Regions from separate parts of the Capra hircus genome. Here region 2 is linked to region 1. The links are chromatin contacts, called in public Hi-C maps. All regions are on one chromosome and are shown on one strand. Each heading gives the region's core, a stretch centred on a gene start, on an enhancer-like site or on the middle of the called end of the contact. The rest is flanking DNA. Distances are from core to core; before and after follow the strand shown. Region 1 overlaps LOC102170088 (a long non-coding RNA gene). Region 2 overlaps FAM20A (pseudokinase FAM20A).

The links. Hi-C and Micro-C count contacts between places; a contact is called where the count stands out from the background.
Region 2: a Hi-C map of blood shows a contact between it and region 1, with 4 times the contacts expected there. The contact joins two enhancer-like sites. A contact is called at or near these places in 2 of 5 Hi-C or Micro-C datasets (both in blood).

Annotation. Positions count from the first base shown.
Region 1 is chr19:60,782,830-60,787,806 of ARS1.2, reverse strand. It overlaps LOC102170088 (a long non-coding RNA gene), which reads left to right. Exons shown (of 5, transcript XR_001296933.2): 4 at 1,493-2,368; 5 at 2,483-3,215. Among named protein-coding and RNA genes, the nearest start is that of FAM20A, 90 kb to the left of the region's middle. Within about 2 kb of position 2,621, at least 4 of the 5 cell types and tissues checked have an H3K27ac peak or open chromatin away from gene starts, as enhancers often do.
Region 2 is chr19:60,915,633-60,920,609 of ARS1.2, reverse strand. It overlaps FAM20A (pseudokinase FAM20A), which reads right to left. Exons shown (of 12, transcript XR_001919645.1): 11 at 4,742-4,977; 12 at 2,154-2,385. PRKAR1A (cAMP-dependent protein kinase type I-alpha regulatory subunit) reads left to right here. Exons shown (of 11, transcript XM_018063935.1): 11 at 1-1,814. Among named protein-coding and RNA genes, the nearest start is that of PRKAR1A, 21 kb to the left of the region's middle. Within about 2 kb of position 2,984, at least 4 of the 5 cell types and tissues checked have an H3K27ac peak or open chromatin away from gene starts, as enhancers often do.

The sequences.
Region 1 (4,977 bases), core at 1,372-3,871:
GGTGGTTAAGACTCCCAAAGCAGGGGCTTTGGATTTGATCCCTGGTTCAGGCCACTAAGTTCGCTCGTGCAGCCAAAGATAAGCAAGTAAATAAATAGAATCCAGCCCTCCAGACGGGCCTCCCTGGTGGCTCAGTGGTAGAGAATCCGCCCATCAATGCAGGAGTCTCAGGAGACCTGGGTTCCATCCCTGGGTCGGGAAGACCCCCAGGAGGAGGAAATGGCAACCCACTCCAGTATCCTTGCCTGGAGAATCCCACGGACCAAGAAGCCTGGCGGGCTACAGGCCATGGGGTCGCAAAGCTCTTCAGATACCAGTGGGCTGATTCACTTCCTCAGTGGCTTATGGGGAGGCTGGTTTTGTTGTTGTCCTAGCGACAACTGTGGTCTCGTCTCCGGCGCTCAGATAGCTGTCACGGGCAACGCTTGTGCTGTGTCTGTCGTTCGTTGGCAGCCCCCGGACTGCAGCCCACCAGGCTCCTCCATCCATGGGCTTCTCCAGGCAGGACACTGCAGTGGGTTGCCATTCCCTTCTCTGGAGGGTCGTCCCCACCCAGGGGTCAAACCCGCGTCTCCTGCATTGGCAGGCGGGTTCTTTACTGTCTGAGCCACCAGGGAAGGAGGGTAAAGAGGGGGTCTCGGCGATTCAAGGACCTACTGAATCAGCCTCTCCGTTCTGCTCTCAGCTCACAGAGTTGCCCACATTCTCACCCAGCAGCCGCGTGTCAGGCCCATCCTGAGGCCCGTCTCCTGGTTCTGGGAAATTACTATCAACGAGAACAAAGAGCTCACACACCTGCTTTTCTATGAGCAGCGTGTTCCATGGCGTGTTCCTTAGAACACTGACTCCTGTGTGCTCCTGGTTACGTGGGCCTCTACATAAACGTTCTTTGGTGCGTGAAGTTTGAAAATTTTGATGGGAAGCAAAAGTTAATCTGCTGGAGTTTTTTTTTTTTTTTTTTTTTTTTTTACTTCCAAGTGTCTCAATCCTTCGGAGGCTTACATGCACCACGCCTCTCCTAGAAGGCAAAAACAACACAGTATTGCTCCAACTTGTTGGAGTAAAGACACTTTTTTCTTTTTTTCCACTGAACATCTTAAAGAACTGGTGTTCCAGGGAACACACTTTGGGAAAGGCTGAGTTACTTCACTCTGTCCCTTAAGGTCCTATTCTCTGGGCAGCTATGTATCTCTGGGTGGGGGGGGCGGGGACCTAGAAATGAGGTGTCCATGTGGAATTTTGTTAAACAGCAAATAAATATAGCCCAAGAATTTACCTTGTGACAGGTCAGGTACATAGATAAGCTTATTATGTCTTGATGGCATGCTTCTTTTAAAAATGTCTCTCTATATTTTGTTTCCTTTAAATCTTGCAGTTATTTAAATTTTTTTTAAAAATTAATGTTATTGAAGTAGAGTTGATCTGCTATTTAAATATTGTGTTCAGGGCTACTGTACAGCAGCGTGGTTCGGCTGCATATATTCTTTTTCAGATTCTAGCCCGTGATGTCCGTGTATCACAGGATACTGATAGAGTTCCCCGCGCCACTAGCAGGCGGTGCTGCTCATCCGCTCCTTAGGCGATGGCTTGCCTCTGCCAGTCCCAGACTCCCGGCCGCGCCTCCCCCCGCGCCCCGCCCCCTGGGCAGCCGCCAGCCTCTTTCTGGGCTGTGAGTCTGTTTCCGTTTTGTAGGTAAGTCCGTTTGCTGCGTGGGTAGATTCCCCGAGCAGGCGGCACCAGGCTGCGCCTGTCTTTCTCTGACTCGCTTCAGTTCTTGGTGTGGTCGTCCCTAGGCCCATCCACGGTGCTTCAAACGGCATTATGTCGTTCCTTTTCTACGAAGTTATCTTTAGCTGGAGGATAATTGCTTTATCATGTGGTGTTGGTTTCTGCCATACGTCAACACGAATCTCCCGTAGGGATGCACACGTCCCTCCCTCTTGAGCCGCCTCCGCATCCCCCACCCCCCATCCCCCCTCTAGCTCGTAGCGGAGCTCGGGCTGAGCCCCGCAGCACACGGCACCTGCCCCGCTGGCTGTATTGCACAGGGCGATGTGTCTCTTTGATGCTGCTCCCGGTTCTCCCCCGGCTCCTTGCCCCAGGGCCTACAAGGCTGTTCTCTACGTCTGCGTTCTCCTTGCTGCCCTGCATATGGGCTCATCAGTCCCATTTTTCTTGGTTCCTCATATCTCATTAATTATGTGATACTTGTTTGTCTCTTTCTGACTCTGTGTCTGTTTCCTTCCTTTTCATGGTGGAGTGATATTCCACTGTATGTAGGGACCACGCCTTCTTTACCCACGCCCCTGTCGATGGACATCTAGGTGGCTTCCATGGCCTGGCTGCTCTGAACTGTGCTGCCGTGAAGGTAGGGTGCAAGTAGCTTTTAGAGCTTTCTCCAGATTGCCCAGGATCGGGGTCGCAGGATCATATAGCTACTCTATCTTTAATTTAAAAACATCTATGTGGATGTGTTTCACAGGGAATGCCTAACTCGCACTACAATCCTGTTGCTGTCTGAAATATTGCCGTTTCCTCTCCTGCCTCCCTGGTGGCCACGCAGAGAGCAAACGAGGGATCTGCCCTGCCAGCGTCCACGTTGGGCCAGGAGGTGGCGCTGGCCGCAAGCCTGCGTCCTCATCTCATAGAGACTCAGGGATGGAGAGAAGGAACTTGCGGGTGTGTTTGTGGGAGGTGGCGAAGGTTGCGGGGGAAGCGACCATTAGGGTTTGGGATGGACATGTGCACACGGCTGTGTTTAAACAGGAGAACGACAAGGACCTGCTGTCCAGCACAGGGGGCTCAGCCGGGACGGGAGGGGAGTTTGGGGGAGAATGGACACGTGTGTAGGTGTGGCTGAGCCCCTTAGCTGTCCACCTGAAACTATCACAGCGCTGTTAATCGGCTAAGCCCCAACACAAAAGAAAAAGTTAAAAAAAAGAAGAAAACCTATTTCCTCTTTTCAGAAGAAACAAGGCGTTTCTGTTTTTCACATTGAGGTCAAAGATCCAAAGCAGAACTGGAATAAGACCAAATATTGTCAAAGGCCATAATTCACATCCTGAAGATTCTTGCCATCCTTGGGTGTTTCTTTGGGAGGGCCTGGGCGGGGGAGCGGGGCAGGGAACAGACAAAAGAAATCTCCGATGTACATTCTGGGAATTTTAGGGACAGCCTCGCATGTTCTTTCAGAGAAAGGTGCAGGAACAAAGCACTCTTGTGTTGTAAATAACAAGCGGGGGGTGGGGTACAGCTGGGGAGAGGGGCGTTCTGTTCCTCTTCCAGAAACAGCTCCGAGATTCCAGTTCCATGACCTTTCCGGCCGCCCTGAAGGAATAGAAACTTCCTGACTTCTACAAGCGGACCATTTGACAGTTCTTATTCGCATGGAATTTAGGAACTGGAAAGGATCTTTGAGAACATTTAGTCCAAGCTTTACCCAGCACATCAGTCGGCCTCATTAGCGGATAGTAGAAGCTCCATTTATCCCCAGATCCCACAAGGGTGGACTCACTTGTGTTTTCGGTTCACTCTGGGGCTCATGGGTGAGGTCGTTGTTTCAGCCGGGCTGTCCTCATGACTGGCACTCCCAGCACTGCTTATTGAGCACTGGACTCACTCACAGTCCACTTATTTATTAAGTGAATGTCGGTTTATTTAATTGGCATCTACCCGTGGCTTCACGGCACAATAAAGAACCCACCTGCCAGGGCGGGAGAAGCAAGAGACAAGGACGCGACCCCCGGGTCAGGAGGACCCCCTGGAGGAGGGCGTGGCACCCCACTCCAGCATCCTTGCCTGGAGAATCCCACGGACAGAGGAGCCTGGCGGGTCACAGTCCCTGGGGTCACAGAGTAGGACCTGACTGAAGTGACTTAGCGCACACACACACACACACACACACACACACACACACACACGGGTTACTACCAGGCGTCGAATACAGTCCCCTGAGCTCTACGTGGCTCCTTGGTGTGGGTGGCTGTTCTATTTAGTGGTGTCACTGGCCTCTATCTACTACATCCCAGCTGCACCACCCTTCCCCAAATGGTGATAATAAGAAATCTTTCCAGGGGAACTTTGCACCCCAAAGGACACAATCCTTCCAGCTGGGGACCACTTCACTGGGGCTGAAACCGGTCGCTGAAACCCAGACTACCTGAGCATGTGATGGTCTGTTCAGCTGATCATTTGCTTCTAAGCAGCCTTGTGGAGTTTCCATCGTTTTCTTTGTTTGTCCCTTAACTGCCACGATACTGGGAAACACTATCACACACCAACACCGGAACTTGTATTACTAAGAAAACAATGTTTATTTAATAGCAGGAAAAGCAAATACTGAACGAGAATTTTTAAAGTATGTGATACTGTGAATTGATCTTCTTGATCTGAGTGCCAGCTGTTAAGGGATAGAATCACATTCTAACAAAGCCAAGAGACACTTAAATGACCACGGAGCTTTTCTGTATGAAATTCTGAGTCTTCAGATTGTGTCCCTATTCGAGAGGAGGGTACTGACTGAGGCGGAGGCATCTTTTGGGCAGAGGGGGAGTTTGTCTGCATCAGCATTTGGTTAATGGAGCTTGGCTTGGAGGCGTCTTGCGACAGTGAGTGCTGGAAGTGAAAGGGGTGTGATGACACGGCTGGTTTGTGGCCCAGTGTCAGGGAGGTCCAGTTTCCTCTAGAGAGCGGCTTTGTTTCCTGTATGCCATCAGCTCAAAAGCATGAGATATCAGACCCCCCAAATGCTAACATTTCTCTCCTTTCCACAAAAGGGACTCAGAGATTAAAATGAGAAGCTCGGAGAGTTTTTACTCCTATTCTGCAATGGACAGGAGCAGTTGCTGTTGTTTTTACGCCCTAATGAAAAGCCAGGTTCTATAGTGCTTCCCAAGGCATCTCCTGCTTGGAGCCGTCTCTCCACTTTAGTTCTGATTGCGTGTCCACGGTGTATGCACGTCTGTGTGCCTAATCACT
Region 2 (4,977 bases), core at 1,735-4,234, 130 kb before region 1:
GCCTGTCCCTATGGAATAAATGCTTTCTCATGAAGCTCTGAGGATTAGGAAGAACAGGTATAGAAGAACCTTCATGTAGCAGGACATCTGTCTGTAGTTAAAGTAGCCTAAGGGTGGAGAAGCCCCTTGTTGCTGTGATATGACCAGGTCTTTTCTTGTTTAATAAGAATCTGTATTTGTCGGCTGAGGGCCTGGTTCTGTTTGTCTCTGGTGGTTAAGGCTCCCTCTTCAGCTCTGCAGCACATCGAGGTGTGGCTGTCTATCCCTGCTTTCTGCATTTCACACCGAATCATAAGCCACAGATACCAGTTCTGATTGAACGACAGATGCCTCAGCTCACAGATTCCTTAGACTTTCCTCTTTCCAGCCAGTGCCAAATGCTCATCAGCAGGTGCCGAATTGATAATGAGAATCCGAGGTCTGCGTTCTTGGCTGTTAACTCAGAGTTTCTGGTTAGTGTACACCCTTCAGGTGACTCCAGGATGGTAATCTCTTATGCCCTGTAAGCCCTGACTCCAGGAAAGATATACTCCATGTCGATGTGAAAGGGAAGAGGTGTTGCTAACGGGGCGACGGGCAGGCAGCTCAGTGTCGGGACCCTGCCCCGAGCTCGCTGGGGCAGGGGCCTGGGGCGGGCGTTCTTTACTTGCTTCAGCACCGCCACCACCCCTCGCCCCGCTTTAAATCCGCTAGACTTTATGGGGCTTGGGGGTGCAGTAGGACGTGTCTGTTGCACGTCCGTCAGAGAGGCCATCCTGCTGAGAAGTTCTGCTTCCCTCTCCCCTGTTTTATTCCCTGGGAGGCTTTTCTGTGTAAACTTGTTTTGAGTCTTAACTGTCTTTCAGTATTTTCCAGCCTTTTCAACCTTGTGTTGCTAAACTATTCCCTGGGCACCAGTGATAGCCCCACTGTTCACCTGTTTTTAAACAGCATCTCACAGCTCCGTAATGTGGGCACTCTTGTTTGCCTTGTGATCTTTGTAACGCAACGTGGGGGGTATATTTGGGAATGACTGCAAGCGTTTCTTTCCCCATCTGTATGCAACTGGCTCCAATTATTAATCCCTTTTTACCCTTTCCTGGGTCATTAAATTGGTCATGGTACATGTTTTTCACAGATTTGAACAGTTTTTAGGTTGTTACTAGTTTGGAGTATAAATCTGGGAAACATTTTATTTACCTTTTAGAGTGGAATAGAAAGCCACCTTATTACAACTTTTTTATTTTTCAAAATTATACTCAATGAGGATTTTTGATCTGTATTTTGTGTTTAGCTGCCTTTTTATATTTAAAATATTAAAAATTGTTGGTTAGCTTAAAGCTTACTTTGATCTTTGTTTAAACGCCAAAACTGTACTTGAGAATGTCATGCGTTTGCAGTTTCCTGTATGTATATGGTCACGTTCATGTGTGTTTAGATGGCCACGATGCTTCCTAAATGAATTTTGCTCTTAGGTCATTTGGCTTTGCTGTTTACCCCTTTTTTAGTTTTTAATCTAAGAAAATTGAAGTCTGAATTTAAGAGTGCTCACATTTTGAGCTTTCCCTTTGTGCAGTCTGGGTGCATATGAGGAATCGCAGTGGCATCGTCTGTCTCAGTGGACATCCTGAGCTTCAGCAGCCATCCTGTCTGGGCTTGGTAAGGGAGCCTGTGAAACCTCCTGCTCTGGACATTGTGGGCCGCCCAAGGGCCGCTCCGCATCGTTTGCTGGCTGCGAGTCCGGTTATACTGTGTGTGCTAATATACTCTCTTCTTTTTGCTATAGATTGTCTCAACAGTGGGTCAAGTAATAAAAAGACTAAATAATCCTTTAACGAATCAGTCTTTCTTCCCTTTCTCCTTTGCTTCTCTTCTCCATCCCCACTCCCCCAGAAACTCTGAATCCAAATCCAGTGCACAAGGATGAGAATTTATTGTGAATTAGGGGATGAGGGGATCACCGAAAGAATATGTTTCTTCTCAGTGTTTTCCAGTTCAGTTTGTCAGTGAATCTAAAACCCTTACTTTCAGGATAATTGAGATGCACCGGATCTGTTTACTGAATGATGGAAGTAAAAGATTAAATCAAGAATTCCTTTTTGTTAAGGGTAGACTGGTTCTCTGGCCTTGAAACTTTCCCAGACTGAATGGAAAATACTCCTAGGTCAGCATGCTCCTTGGTTTAAATTTAATAAGTGCGTTCATATATTTAGGTGTGTGTCTGTGTTTTGCACACATACAAAGTCATTTCTAACGTTTACGCCTCAGGTTTCTGAGGCGTAGGAGGCTTAGCTGAGTCTGAGAATGGTAGGCTGCTTCTCTCCATGCCCTGCGGGAACTGGGTGCTGCTTCGTAGCACGAGCGCTTCCTCCCGGTGCAGTCACCTCCTCCCGCAGCCCACTGGAGCTGGAATATTTAACAGAACACAATTGAAGAGCATTTTCCTGGGTTGACTATACTGGTTGTGGATTAACTGTCCCTCTCAAACACTGGCTCATATGAAATCCTTTTTTAATGATGTGAGTGTATTGATGTCATAAAATTGAAGTTATGTGATGTTGTTAGCTTGCTTACATCGCCTTCTCTCCAACCACAAATTGACAGCTGAACCTGTTCTGTATTTTTGTGGGCCCTAGCAGGTGTGTTTCTAGATGGGCTGAAACAGCATTGAGAAGCAGCGTCTAGATCACCAATTAATGTGACCCCCAAGTAGCTGTTGTGATAGTGAGCACCAGGGAAGACTGGAGGAGGAGAAGCTGAAGCCTCTCCCTCCTTTCCCTCTGGGATTTTACAGAGAAGCCAGCGCTGCTGGTGAAGGACAAGCTTGTGAAGTGCAGACTCCTCACAGTCCACAGTCGCAGTTCAGTCTGGGGCCCTGCGCGCAGAGCTGTGCCTTCATCCTGACAGCCTAAAACCAAACCCCAGACTCCTCTCATGACAGCTCTGCAGCGTCGGTAAGCAGCGCTGTGGTTTCCCCAGTCACCACTAGGTGGAGAGCTTGTCATCGCCTTTGTTCACCTCTGCGTCATCACTCACAGCTGCTCCTCACGGAGGCTGGATTTGCGCATTTTGCAAACCTGCCTGCCTGCCTGCTGGGACTTGTCTGCACCTCCAGGTCAGCCCTTGTGGCACTGTCACGGCCACACCCAGGCTGGAGCGGGGCAGAGGAGGTGCTCTCCTGCCCGCCATGCGCCCGGCCTCCTTTCAGAATTAGGTCTGTGATCCAGCGCCCTTTCTGTTGGTCTGTTTAATGCCTTTTTTTGTTGTTGTCGGCATTTTTGAGCTGTGCTGTTGGTGATTTCGCCGTTTAAAACACCCCCCAGAGGAGTTCTCAGCTTCTGGCTAGTGTTCTCGAGTGTAACTGGCTTCTCTGAGGCGTCAGTTGCAGCATTCATGAAGCAACAGCAGTAGCTGAGGTGCCTTTGCACACCCAGCACAGACAACAAGGATCACGGGTAGGTTGGTGGGCAAACGTGTACTGAGAGGCTCCGGGGAGCCTGCAGCCCTGTGTGTCTAACGGGGGCAAACAGCTGCCCCCACTCACTGCCTGTGGTGGCTGCGTCTGCCATTGTTTGGTGCTGGTGGTTCAGCCGCTCAGTCGTGTCTGACTCTGTGATCCCGCGGACTGCAGCACGCCAGGCTCCCCTGTCCTTCACCATCTCCCAGAGTTTGCTCAGACTCACACCCATTGAGTTGGTGATGCCATCCAGCCATCTCGTCCTCTGTCTAAACCACCACCAGTAAGAAGCAGCTACACTTCCTACAGTCCTCAGGCCCGGGTGCCCTCCAGGTTTGGGGGCGGCTGAGCTCCTCCAGACCTCTCTCCAACAGGCTGTCTGTTCCCTGTCAGTTTTTCACTTTGCCATCAGTAGTAAGGACAGGAGACCACACAAGTTTCTAACAGAGACAAGAGTTTTCAGTCATGGATGTGCTGGAAGAACCTGATAACTGGGGTCTTCTGTTTTATGGTATTTCTGACAAATAGTGGAGTCTTAATTTTGGTGTTATTGAAAGGATAATGGTGTGTTTAGGACAGGTGAGTCAGGAGGTACCTAGGTACTGGACACGCTGGTCACACTCAGCTCTGTTTCCCTCAGTCTGTGAAGTGGACCAGCGCCTCTTATCACAGGCCACCTGAACACGAGAGGCTGGCCTCACGTGGAGCTGGGCCTAACCTGCCTGGGGCCCTGCCGTTTGGGTCTTGAGACCGCTGGTTCCGTCCCTGGCTGCCCCTGCCTGCGTGTGTCCCTGCCGTCCCTCCGTGCGTCGTTACCTGGTTCCCCCCACTCCAAAAGGAGACGCTGGCTCGAAGCAGGAGAAACAGTTCGTGAGGTGGGAGCCCCAGGGGCAGGGACACGCCTCAGTGATGCACGGCTCTGGGGTTAAGGTCCCTCTATACTGAAGACTGATTTTTGTTGTAAAGTCAACAACAGCTTCACAAGCTGGGTGCGGTTTTGTGTTCAGTGGAAAGAGCACTTTGGTGTAGCTGTGACCCCCTAGGCTGTGTGATTTTCGTTAACCTCTCTGAGCCCCTCAGTTCCTTGGCAGTCCGGATGAGGTGGGGATTCTGTCTGTGGGGCGGGAGCTCGTTGTGTCCGCACCCTGGGGCGTGGCAGTGGGGGCCCCCAGGGGGGCCGGAAGCCTGTCTGGAGCCTGCCCCCTGGGGCCGTCTCTGGGTGCAAGGCCGAGGTCCTGGATGAAGCCCAGAGAGGTGTTGACCTGGGACCCGCCTCCGCGACTTCCCACCCCTTGTCACGAGCACCTGAGCCTCTGGCCTTCACCAGAAGAGCCGATGTGGCGTCAGCAGCCTGGTCACCTGCTGACCTGCTGACCGATCGATGCGAGTCCACTCCTGTCCTGCGTGTGGTCACGGGCTGTGGAGTGAGAAACACGTCCTATTCAGATGTGAGCAGGTCAGCAGAGACAAGGCTGGCGAGACAGGAAGCCCCCGGAACGGCTGGGAGCTTAGGAAGTGAAGTGGACTGAGCCCTGTCTGAG